4 separate regions of the Mus musculus genome follow, and all the other regions are linked to region 2. The links are chromatin contacts, called in public HiChIP or PLAC-seq and promoter capture Hi-C maps. All regions are on one chromosome and are shown on one strand. Each heading gives the region's core, a stretch centred on a gene start, on an enhancer-like site or on the middle of the called end of the contact. The rest is flanking DNA. Distances are from core to core; before and after follow the strand shown.

Region 1 (2,795 bases), core at 11-2,510, 1.5 Mb after region 2:
GGTTTGGCAATGTTTTGTTTTTGAAACAAGGTCTCCTGTAGCCCAGGATGTCATTAGAATTCACTGTGTAAGTTAAGGAAGGATGGCCTTGAATTCCTGATCTCCCTGCAGAGATCAGACCCTGCCTCCATCTGCCAAGTCCTGGAATGACAGCTGGCTGCCACCCGCCTAGCTCCACGTGCTGATCTATCTATCTTTTTTGTTGTTTTTTTGTTTTGTTTCGTTTTTTTTTTTTTTTTTTTTTTTTTTTTTTTTTTTTTTGAGACAGGGTTTCTCTGTGTAGCCCTGGCTGTCCTGGAACTCACTCTGTAGACCAGCCTGGCCTCGAACTCAGAAATTGGCCTGCCTCTGTCTCTGCTGGGATTAAAGGCATGCACCACCAACGCCCCGCCTTTTTGTTTGTTTTTAAGATAGGGTTTCTTGATTTAGCCTTGTCTGTCATGGAACTCACTCTGTAGACCAGGTTAGCCTTGAACAAAGATCTCCTGTCTTTGCCTTCTAAATGCTGGGATTAAAGGCGTGCACCACTACTGTCTGCCTTTTGTTTTGGTTTTATCATAATTGTTGCATTTTTGCCCGCAGGAGGATCAGGAATTCAAGGACAACCTCTACAGCCAACCCAGTTGAGGGCCAGCCTGTTCTATCGAGATCCTGTCTCCGGACAAAAAAAGTTTCATGAGAGCGTGGTGTGTTGGCACAGTCTTTTAGTCCGAGCACTGACGCAGTAGATTAAGGCAGATCTTCATGATTTGGTGCGGTCCTGGGCTGCATCCAAAGACCTTGTTTCCAAAACAAACAAACGAAAAAGTGTAATAAAAATACAAGCAAGGTTTTGCAGAAATAAATCTGTGGCCTCAAGGGTCCCTTTCTCCAGCTTTTCCCAGAGGTGTCAAATTACATAACAGTCTCAAACCCAGGAAATTGAACTTTGGCACAACCCACTGACCGGTCCGAATTTCAAAGTCTTTTTCCTATTGACCTACAAGGTTTTCAAGAATCATGTTGTAAGCAACTGTGTTCTGAGGAATCTATGTTTAAAAACCCATCCGTGGATCTTGGCCCAGGGTCCAGAGACTGAGCTAGCCACGCCCCGGCCGCGCCGCAGCCACTCCCACGGCAGTTCAAGTGTTAAGTCCCAAAGACCGCGCTCTGTGCATGCGCAGACCCGTCCACAGCTGGCTCCTAGCCAACCCGGCCGGACGAGCACCCGGCGCCGTCACGTGACGCACCCAACCGGCGTCGACCTATAAAAGGCCGGGCGTTGACGTCAGCGGTCTCTTCCGCCGCAGCCGCCGCCATCGTCGGCGCGCTTCCCTGTTCACCTCTGACTCTGAGAATCCGTCGCCATCCGCCACCATGGTGAGTCTCCTCGGCTCCGCTAGACTCGGGGACCGAGACGAATCTCTGGGGCAGCGGGACGTGGCTGTAGCGGGACGCTGAGAGGGACGGGAGGAAGAGACATGGCTGCCCTGGCCCGGGCGGCAGGACGTGGTCGGGCCGCGGCGCCATATCTGCGCGTCCCTGAGGGCCTTGGGAGTGTCAACTGCCGAGGTCGGGGTGTTTTCTTGAAGTCCTTCAACTCCCCGCGGCCGCCGGGGTGACTGCGGGAGGGGTTGTGCTTGGTGATGTGGCAGCGGGCAAAGCGCCGTCCCCGCGCCCCTGGTGACGGGCGGAGGGTGTCCTCGGGAGGTGACAGCCTGTAGGGCTGGCTTCCTTGGACACCTCCAGTGGGCTGAACGCCTTCCGGGCCCTTTCCGGTAGCCCCCGTCTCTGTTTTCTATCTGAGTTCACACGTGAGCACCGGTCCCCATAATCTAAGAAAGTGGCTCACTGGGCCTAGTGGCGCATTGTGGCCTTTGATCCGGGCTTTGACCTTGGCGCACAGCACCCAGTGGTTTGGGGAAGAGGTGTGTGTAGCAGAGGAGGTTTTTTCGTGCTTTGGTCCCAATCAATCCGGCATCTTTGCAGTGCCGAGGTGGCCGTGCACCTTGGCTTTGAATTCTTGTGCTGAGGTTATGTGACTTGAGCCTCAAGATAGGGTCTTCTAGCACAGGCTTGCTCTTAAGTGTCGCAGTTGTCGGTTTCGGCGTTTGTTTAGAGCTGTGGACACATCTGTGAACTTTTGATGCTTATTTCAGAGGTCCTGGGTTGTACGTTTGAGTCACACTGTGAGCTCAGCTCCAATCTTGGGCCGACATCTGGTTCCTGCCCCTGCTGTGGGGTGCTATTGACCCACCGATGCCTGCCAAGTTGGGTTCCCAGAATCAGCCTGGCTGCCCATCCCCCCACCACAGGTGAACTTCACAGTAGATCAGATCCGTGCCATCATGGACAAGAAAGCCAACATCCGGAACATGTCAGTCATCGCCCATGTGGACCACGGCAAGTCCACGCTGACCGACTCCCTTGTGTGCAAGGCTGGCATCATTGCCTCTGCCCGAGCTGGGGAGACGCGCTTCACTGACACTCGCAAGGATGAGCAGGAGCGCTGCATCACAATCAAATCCACGTGAGTGAGGGGACAGCCCCGAGGGGTTGTGCTCTGGGTGTCACTCGGGTGTGTTTGCTGCCAGTGGACAAATAGTGGCGTGTTTAGGGTCCTCTCTGTGACATGCTTGTGTGTGCTGCCTAGCCTGCCTTGGTCAGATGCTGAATGGACTGTTGACCTCTTCCTCTCCGTAGCGCCATCTCCCTCTTCTACGAGCTCTCTGAGAACGACCTGAACTTCATTAAGCAGAGCAAGGATGGCTCGGGCTTCCTCATCAACCTCATCGACTCTCCAGGCCATGTGGACT
Region 2 (3,008 bases), core at 394-2,893:
GGTGCCTGCCTGCTCTATCCTCTGTAGCACTTGCATTCATGTGGTACACACACACACAGCCATACTTACACATAAATAAATGAATAAATAAATAAGTAAATACTTAAAAACACAGAGACATACTTACACATAAATAAATAAATAAATACTTAAAAAAAAGTTATTCCAGGCAGGGTGGTGCACACCTTTAAACTCAGCACTTGAGAGGCAGAGGCAAGCAGATTTCTGAGTTGGAGGCCAGCCTGGTCTACAGAGTGAGTTCTAGGACAGCCAGGGCTACACAGAGAAACTCTGTCTGGAAAACACACACACACACACACACACACACACACACACACACACACTCACACACACACACACACACACAAATTATTTTATTTATGTGAGTACACTGTTGCTCTCTTCAGACACACCAGAACCTCATCTGTAATGGGCGTCAGATCCCATTACAGATGGCTGTGAGCCACCATGTGGTTGCTGGGAACTGAACTCAGGACCTCTGGAAGAGCAGTCGGTGCTCTTAGTCACTGAGTCATCTCTCTAGCACCCAAATAAATACTTTTTTTTTTTAAAGATTTATTTATTTATTATATGTAAGTACACTGTAGCTGTCTTCAGACACACCAGAAGAGGGCATCAGATCTCGTTACGGATGGTTGTGAGCCACCATGTGGTTGCTGGGATTTGAACTCCAGACCTTTGGAAGAGCAGTTGGGTGCTCTTACCCACTGAGCCATCTCACCAGCCCCTTTTTTTTTTTTTTTTTTTTTTTAATATTAAAGGCTTCACGAATTTTCGTGTCATCCTTGCGCAGGGGCCATGCTAATCTTCTCTGTATCGTTCCAATTTTAGTATATGTGCTGCCGAAGCGAGCACAAATAAATACATTTTTGAGATAGGACCTTACAACTTAGTCTAGAACTGGCTACGTAGCTAGAGCCCAAGCTGTCCTCAAAACTCAGATGCCTGCCTCGCCTCTGCCTCCCGATGTTGGGGTTAGAAGCCTGCGCCACAGTGCACGACCTTCAAATATAATTTGTTTTTGATTGGTTTGGTTTTATTCGGTTTTGGTTTTTTGATACAGGGTTTCTCTTGCAGCTCTGGCTGTCCTGGTGGTACACACTCTATAGATTAGGCTGTCCACCTGCTTTGTGTCTCCCGAGTGCTGGGATATAAAAGGCATGTGCCACCACCAACAGGCTGAAATGTAAGGGTTTTTTTGTTTTGGTTTGTTTGTTTGTTTGTTTGTTTGTTTGTTTGTTTGTTTTTGAAAAGGACAGCCGAGCATCGTGGGTCAGGCATTTACCCCAGCACTCCATCCAAAGGCAGAGGCAGGTGGATGTTTGAGTTCGAGGTCAGCTTGGTCTACAGAGTAAGTTTCAAGACAGCCAGGGCTACACAGAGAAACCCTGTCTCAAAAAGAGACAGAGGAGAGAGAGGGGGTAGAGAAGAGCGGGGATAGGGGAGAAAGGAGAGGGGAGGGGAAAGATTGGGGGTAAGGGAGGGGGGGAGAGAGGGAGAGCACGAGCGAGGCGAGAGCGCGCGCGCGCGAGCTCAAGGGCAGTCCAGGCTCCAGGCCCCACCCCCTCGAGGGTGTGGCCTGTGTGGTCACGTGCCAACGCTTCTCCACCCGCTCCGCTCCTGTAGCGCGAGCGGGAGCGGCGGACGCTGGGTACGTGCCTACTCCCTGTGTGCCTGGCGCCCCGCCCTGCGACGCCGCGTGCGTGCGTACGTGCGTGCCTGCGTGCGCGCGCCCCGCCCTTCTTATAGAGCCGCAGTGGGGCAGCTCCTGGACGAGGCGACATGGCGGCGGCGCTGCTGCTGGCGCTGGCCTTCACGCTCTTGAGCGGCCAAGGCGCCTGCGCGGCGGGTAAGAGCGGGGTGCTGGGACCGGGCTGGGGTCACGGACTTAAGGTGAGCCTCCGATTTCGGGGACTCGGTGGTTCCCTACTCGGGCTCGAGGCTTGGAGATTGTGGAGGAGTAACAGTGGCTGTGGGTGACCCTCGAGTTGAACCTAGCCTCGACTGGGCATCGAGGTGGAGGGGAGTGATCTTAGAGATGAGGCCCTGGAGAGACAAATCAAAGGTTAGGACTCTGGGGGAGACGTCCTAAGGTTGTGGGAACCGGAGGTGGAAGGAGCCGCCACCTTGTGGTGGTCCCCACCAGGACATGGGCTGGAAGGTAATTTGGATGGATTTGGATTACAGAAGTGAATGGGATGACCCCAGATTTTGGTCAGCTGGAGATGGAAGGAGCCGCTTCCCTAACTGTCCCAGCTCCCGGAATAGGGCTGGGACGTGACCCTGAAGGTTTGGGGATACAACAATGACTATAATTGGCTTAGGTTTTGGGGAGTTAGGGAAGGTGTGGGAAGAGGTGACCCTGACGCTGGAAGACAGTAAGGCTCTGGGGCAACATCTCCAACGTGAGTGAGGGCGTCCGTGGCCAGGGAGCTGTCTGGACCATCTTGGTGTCTCCACCTGCGTACCAGGGCTGGAACGGAACCCTAGTAATTTACCTCCTCCTGGTGTTGGGGCCTGGGAGAGTGAAGATAAAAGAAGTCAGCACGTTGAGGGTTCCACACCTGAGAGACAGGGCTGGAAAGTAACCATGGGCCAGAGGGACATCTGGCAGGACATCTGAGAGAGGTTTGTGGGACCTGGGGTGAGGGACAGCAGTGTTGCAGGTGGCTTCCTCCAGGATTGGAGAGATCTGGGGACTAAAGAAGCTGCCACCTTGGGGAGATCCCAAATTTGGAAGACCTGGGAGTCGAAGGAACTGCAGTCTTGGTGTCCCCACTCAGGGAACAGAGTGAGGGTCACAGTCCCTAATTTAGGAGGGCATGGAGTTAGAGAGGTCTGTTACTTTAGTGTTACCATCTGGGCAAGGGGAGGATGCGAAATAGACTTTCCTACAAAGGCTGTCTCCAAGGTTTGGGGTCACTAGGGGGACTAGAGTAGGAGGAGCTACCATTTCAGGGTGTCCATACTTGGGGGACCAGGCAGGG
Region 3 (2,996 bases), core at 141-2,640, 1.6 Mb after region 2:
GTGTAAGCCCAGAAGTCGGGAAGCCAAGGCAAGGGAAATGCTGGAAGTTAGAAGCCAGCTTGGGTTACAGAATGAATTTCAGGCCAGCCTGAGCTACAAAGCGAAATATTATCTTAATTAGACGAACAAGCAATGGAATGAAAACGGACAAGAGGGCTAGAGCTCAGCGGTTAAGAGCACCATCTGCTTTTCTGAAGGTCCTGAGTTCAAATCCCAGCAACCACATGGTGGCTCACAACCATCTGTAACAAGATCTGATGCCCTCTTCTAAAGTGTCTGAGACAGCTACACAGTGTCCTTACGTATAATAAATAACTAAATCTTTAAAAAAAGAAAAGAAAAGAAAATGGACAAGAAGGCTGGAGTCAGGAGGGAGGGAGGGAGTGGGAGGGGCTTGTGGCCAGTCTGCCAAGTCCTGAACCTGTTTGATTCTCAAGGGCTGCATGTGGAAGGAGAGTACTAACCCCTTGCAAACTGTTGCCCAACCTCCACCGTGGTGCCCACTCTGGTGCCCCTACATATAATAAATCAAACCCACACTAAGTGGGTGGCCCACACCTTTAATCCCAGCTCTCTAGAGGCTGCAGCAGGTAGATTTCTGTGAATTTGAAATCAGACTGGTCTACAGAGCTAGTTCCAGACCGGCCAGGGCTACATGATGAGACTGCCTGTCTTAGAAAAACAAAATTAAAAGAAAGAAAACAAACAACTGAAAGGGAATAGTAGAAATAATTGAGTTGAAAAAAATTAAAAGTGATTTTATTTTATATAAGGCCTCATGTAGCTCAGGCTGACCCTCTAGTTTCCTATGTATCTGAGGATGACCAGCTTAACTCTCAATCCTCCTGCCTCCACCTTCCCAGAATCGGAATAACAGACTTTACATCACTACACCTGCTTTATCCTGTGTCGGGGATGGAAACTGGCTTTCCAAACCCTAGGTGACTGCTCTACCCACTGAGCTGATTGCCACCCATTAGCCATTCATGGGCTCCTGACACCTGGGTCGGGTCCTCGGCGGCTATGGGAACCCCACTCCCAGGGTCTGATCCTGTCTTTCGCGTGGAGTGCAGACAGGATCCTGGGTGGTGTCCGCGGTCCACCCTCACCTCGGTAGGAGCGATGCCGAAGGCCTCGGCGATCTTGGCGTAAAGCTCGCGGACATTGGTGAAGCCCTCGATCCTGCCGGTCGGACTGCCGTGCGCCAGCTGCGTGCGGAACACTAGGCGCGGGCGCGCGCGGGCGGGGGGCTCGGTGGCCCCGGGCTCGCGGGGCGCAGCACTGTCCATGGTGCGTGGGGTCCGCCGCGTCCTGAGCCTCCCGCCGGAGGTCCCGCGACAGCGGAGCCGGGCGTAAGCGGATCCGGGAACCCGAGCCGCCCGGGGGAAGGTGAAACCGCCCGCCGGGGCCAGCCGCGCCCTCCCCCGGGACTCGCGAACAACAGGGGGAGGCCCCGGGCTGTGGGTGCTGCGTCCAGTCTTGGCCTCCCGGGGAGCCCCGCCCGTCCTCCCCTTCTCCCTCCTCCGCTCCGCACACAGCCCACCGTCCATGTCAGCGGTCTTCCCGCAGCCCCCGACCCTGTCTGTGAACTCCGTGCCTTGTCCCTCTGTCTATCTGGCCTCGCGTGCCTCCTTCCTTGCCCTACCTCAGGGTCCACCCTGCCTCAGGGCTCTTGCACAAGCTGGGCTCTCCTCTGGGGCTCAGTCCCCAGAGCTCCCAGTGAGTTCCTGCTCACCTGTTTATTTTAAAGACCACCTGCGGCCCCTACCTCCAAATCTCTCCCTTAATAATTTTTGTTTTGTTTTTGAGACAGAATCTCATGTAGCCCAGGTTGGCCTGGAACTCACTATGTACCCAAGGGTGACCCTAACCTCCTCCTGATCCTCTGGCGTCAGACTCCCCAATGATGGAATTAAAGTTGTGTGCACTACCCCTGGAAAAATAATTGTCGATAGCCAGGCAGTGAGAGTGCACACCTTTAGTCCAAGCACTGGGAAGGTAGAGGCAGGTGGCTCTCTGAGTTCAAGGCTAGCCTGGTCTACAGAGCGAGTTCCAGGACAGCTAGGGCTATACAGAGAATCCTCTCTCAACTCAGCCCACTCTCCTGGCAAAAAGAATTTTTGTTAAGAAATGAAGACCAGGGCTGGAGAGATGGCCCAGCGGTTAAGAGCACTGACTGCTCTTCCAGAGGTCCTGAGTTCAATTCCCAGCAATCGCATGGTGGCTCACAACCATCTGTAATGAGATCTGACGCCCTCTTCTGGTGTGTTTCTCTGAAGAGAGCAACAGTGTACTCACATATGTAAAATAAATAAATAAATAAATAAATAAATAAATAAATCTAGAAAGAAAGAAAGAAAGAAAGAAAGAAAGAAAGAAAGAAAGAAAGAAAGAAAGAAAGAAAGAAAGAAAGAAAGGAAGGAAGGATGACCAAACCACTATAAAATGCTACTTTTTCAGGGATCCCCAGGTATGTGGTGGGTGAAGTGGGGTGTGCAGGGGTCAATGAACATCTGAGGCTGTTTGTGTCTTCTAGATTCCCACGACAGAGTGTCACAACGTAGGTGACTTAAAAGAGGACCAACAACGGAAACTGGAGGGATGGTTCAGTGGTTAAAAGCACTGGCCAGTAACTCACCTCCAACTATAATTGGATCTGATGCCCTCTTCTGGCATGCAGGTGTACATACAGAGAGAGTATTCAGAGAGAGAGAGAGATCTGGGCATAAGGACACCCCTACCTGGGGACGTGGAGGATCAAGGTCATCCTTGACACACAGTGAATTCCAGGCTAGCCTTGGCTACATGAGACATTGTCACAAAACAAAACTCAGATGAACTTAATCCTTCCTCAGTTGATAAGTGGAGGTGCTCCCCTCTCTCCCGGGGCTGTGGGAGGCTGTCTTCGACTCTGGCAGTCCTTGACTGGCCTTGGCCCACAGGCCTGTTGTGCAGTTTCTGCCTCTGTTGTCACTAAGCCCGCTCCTAGGCCTGTG
Region 4 (2,700 bases), core at 68-2,567, 1.1 Mb after region 2:
ACACCCTCTTCTGGTCTGTGTCTGAAGACCAGAAACAACAACAGTGTACTCATATAAATAAAATAAGTAAATCTTGAGAGAGAGAGAGAGAGAGAGAGAGAGAGAGAGAGAGAGAGAGAGAGAGAGAGAGAGAGAGAGAGAGAGAGAGAGAGAAAGAGCAGGGTGTGGTGCCACAGGCCTTTAATCCCAACACTCAGCTGGCAGAGTCAGGCAGATCTCTGAGTTTGAGGGTAGCTTAGTTTATAGAGTAAGTTCCAGGACATCCAGGGCTACACAGAAAAGCCCTGTCTCAAAAACAAAACATACAAAACAAAACAAAACAACAACAACAAAAAACCCATAAAGAGAAAAAGAATACGAAATTCTTTAAGAATAAATTGTAAGCAGGGCAGTGATGGCGCACGCCTTTGATCCCAGCACTTGGGAGGCAGAGGCAGGCAAACAGAGAAACCCTGTCTCAAAAAACAAAAATCAAAATACAACAACAAAAAAGCGGCGGCGGCGGGGGAGGGGGGGTTGGGATGAAGGAAACCTTCAAGCTGAGTCTATGAGAAAAGTTGTTTAAATTCCAATTTGACATAAAATACTTCTCTAGATTGGGATACTTAACTTTTGACAGATTTTCTTTTAAATAGCAAGTTGCTTTTAAAACAAAGAGTCCCAATCTATTACCCATTATTACAAGGTCATTAGAATAATTTTGCCGCGTGGGGGATGGGCACCAAGCAAACCGCCTAGGTCAGCCTCAGGTACCCTTGACAGTTATGTCCTGACAGTCTTCCCGGAGCGGGGCGTCCCATGAGTGGGACCATAATGGTTAAGATGGAAAGGATGACAGATGACAAAACTGAAGGGCCACAGGTACTAGAGGAGGCGCAGAGTCCTAGCCTTGAGGCCTGGGCTAGATGGGGGTTTACGTCCTGGAGGCGACTACAGAAGCCCCGCCTCCGCCTCACGTCATAAAGCCTCGAGGGCGGGCTTGTCAGAACTCCAACCAATCCTCAAAGGGGCCAATACGTCCGTTTTTCTACATTGACCGATCAGAGCCTTGTAGGGGCGGGACGCGTCTGGCTTTTCTGTCTTCCCTCCCACAGAGTGACGCAAACACGCGGGGCCGGGATTCTCCTATCGCCAACTAATCATCAACGGAAACCTTCTGTCTGTCTTTTTACTCTCGCCAATCAGAAGCCGGAGTAGGTGGGACGCATTTGGTTTTTCCTTGGGCTGCCACTGTGGCCCCACCCCGTTCCTCCGTCGCCTCACACTGCTGCGTTTACGCCTGCGTGTGGGGGCGTGGCCTGCCGTGACGACGCATATAAAAGTGGGCGTCGGCGCCGGCGCCATTTTGCGAACGGCGAGCAGCGGCGGCGGCGCGGGAAGTGCAGCGGAGGTTTTTGCTGGTTTCGGACCCCAGCGGCCGGATGGTGAAATCCTCCCTGCAGCGGATCCTCAACAGCCACTGCTTCGCCAGAGAGAAGGAAGGGGACAAACGCAGCGCCACGCTTCACGCCAGCCGCACCATGCCGCTTCTTAGTCAGCACAGCCGCGGCGGCTGCAGCAGCGAGAGGTGAGAGCCCTGCCCCCGCCGCCGCGAACCTTCCAGAAACAGCGTCCGCGTAGGCCCCAGAGGGCAGCGCAGGACGCGCAGGCCCGGAGCGGGGTCGGCCTCCGGCGCCAGATAAGTCTCGGCAGCGCGAGATCCGCCCCTTTGTGGCGGCCACAATCGCGCAGGGGGCGGGGCGGGGCGGGGCGGGGCCTGTGGAGCGGGTCGCGGACTCGGATTTGGGATTCGAGTGGAATTAGGGAGTCTCAGGTTGAGGAATAGGGTTTGGTTTGATTGGAGGACCGGGAACATTTCGCGAAAATGTAGGATTCGATTTTGGGTTCGAATCGGATTCGGGGGTTGTGAGTTGAGCCTAAGATTTGGGGAGGGATCTGAGAAGAGATTGGAGACTCGAATTTGGGGTCTGCCTCTCGGATATGTGAGCTAGTTCTAATGTCAGGTGGCGAAGTGTTTGTGGTTACCTGTAGGGCGTTTGGGTAATAAATCGTATGCTATGTAGAGGTGGGGCTCGTCCCGGTGTTTGGAGTTCTTTGCAGAATACTGGGATTTTGGGTGCTGTTGGGGAGGAATCCTATTATATTCTTGGGTACATGTTGAGGACTCATTTCTTGGTGGGAGAGTATGGGATCAGATTTGGGGTGTTGAGAAAGAAGCTTGTGTCGGTTTAGGAAGTCACAGGTGGGGAAGCTGGGATGAGGTTTAGGTTGGATTTAGTGATTGCGTGTTGAGGGCTCTAATACTTTGGAGGGATTTGGGTCAGAATTAGGACCTTGGAAGTGGTCAGGCTTGGGGGCTCACAGAGCTATGTTGGAGGACATGGAGGTGGTGTGGTGTGGTGAGTATGATGTGAGGTGACCTTAATCCCTGGTCCACTTGGCAGTTAAAAGTCTGCAGTGGGTGGGATGGAGGGTATCACTTGAAGGGTTCAGAATGGGGACTGGTTTGGGAAGGGCGTCGATATAGGTGGTAGGAACTTTGGATATAGGCTGTGCAGACACCTATAGAGTGGCAGTAGGGAAGAGAGGAGACTTGGGGTTGTCTGACTCTAGAGCATGAGTAGTTAGTGAGGTAGAACTTTGGGGTCACTGGTAGCTGCTGACCAGAGGGTAGGAAGGAGCGAGTGACCTGGTGTGAAG

What was found. Promoter capture Hi-C pulls out the DNA fragments that hold promoters and counts their contacts. HiChIP or PLAC-seq counts read pairs in DNA pulled down with a chosen protein or histone mark. Capture Hi-C pulls out chosen DNA fragments and counts their contacts.
Region 1: a promoter capture Hi-C map of liver shows a contact between it and region 2, with 2.3 times the contacts expected there. The contact joins the promoter of Eef2 here to the promoter of Bsg in region 2. A contact is called at or near these places in 2 of 39 promoter capture datasets (hippocampal neurons and pre-B cells), 1 of 484 Hi-C or Micro-C datasets (B cells), 2 of 115 datasets of contacts at active chromatin or transcription factors (astrocytes and large pre-B cells) and 1 of 9 other capture datasets (liver).
Region 3: a contact with region 2 is called in an HNF4G HiChIP or PLAC-seq map of pancreatic cancer cells. The contact joins the promoter of Gipc3 here to the promoter of Bsg in region 2. A contact is called at or near these places in 1 of 39 promoter capture datasets (second pharyngeal arch cranial neural crest) and 1 of 115 datasets of contacts at active chromatin or transcription factors (pancreatic cancer cells).
Region 4: a promoter capture Hi-C map of pre-B cells shows a contact between it and region 2, with 4 times the contacts expected there. The contact joins the promoter of Oaz1 here to the promoter of Bsg in region 2. A contact is called at or near these places in 3 of 39 promoter capture datasets (liver, neutrophils and pre-B cells).

What each region holds. Positions count from the first base shown.
Region 1 is chr10:81,175,371-81,178,165 of GRCm38.p6, forward strand. It overlaps Eef2 (eukaryotic translation elongation factor 2), which reads left to right and starts at 1,261. Exons shown (of 14, transcript NM_007907.2): 1 at 1,261-1,359; 2 at 2,295-2,509; 3 at 2,683-2,795. The coding sequence starts at 1,357.
Region 2 is chr10:79,702,715-79,705,722 of GRCm38.p6, forward strand. It overlaps Bsg (basigin), which reads left to right and starts at 1,644. Exons shown (of 8, transcript NM_009768.2): 1 at 1,644-1,870. The coding sequence starts at 1,804. Gm25794 (a small nuclear RNA gene) reads right to left here and starts at 876; the gene lies at 770-876.
Region 3 is chr10:81,341,969-81,344,964 of GRCm38.p6, forward strand. Gipc3 (GIPC PDZ domain containing family, member 3) reads right to left here and starts at 1,391. Exons shown (of 6, transcript NM_148951.2): 1 at 1,110-1,391. The coding sequence starts at 1,289.
Region 4 is chr10:80,825,339-80,828,038 of GRCm38.p6, forward strand. It overlaps Oaz1 (ornithine decarboxylase antizyme 1), which reads left to right and starts at 1,318. Exons shown (of 5, transcript NM_008753.4): 1 at 1,318-1,567. The coding sequence starts at 1,422.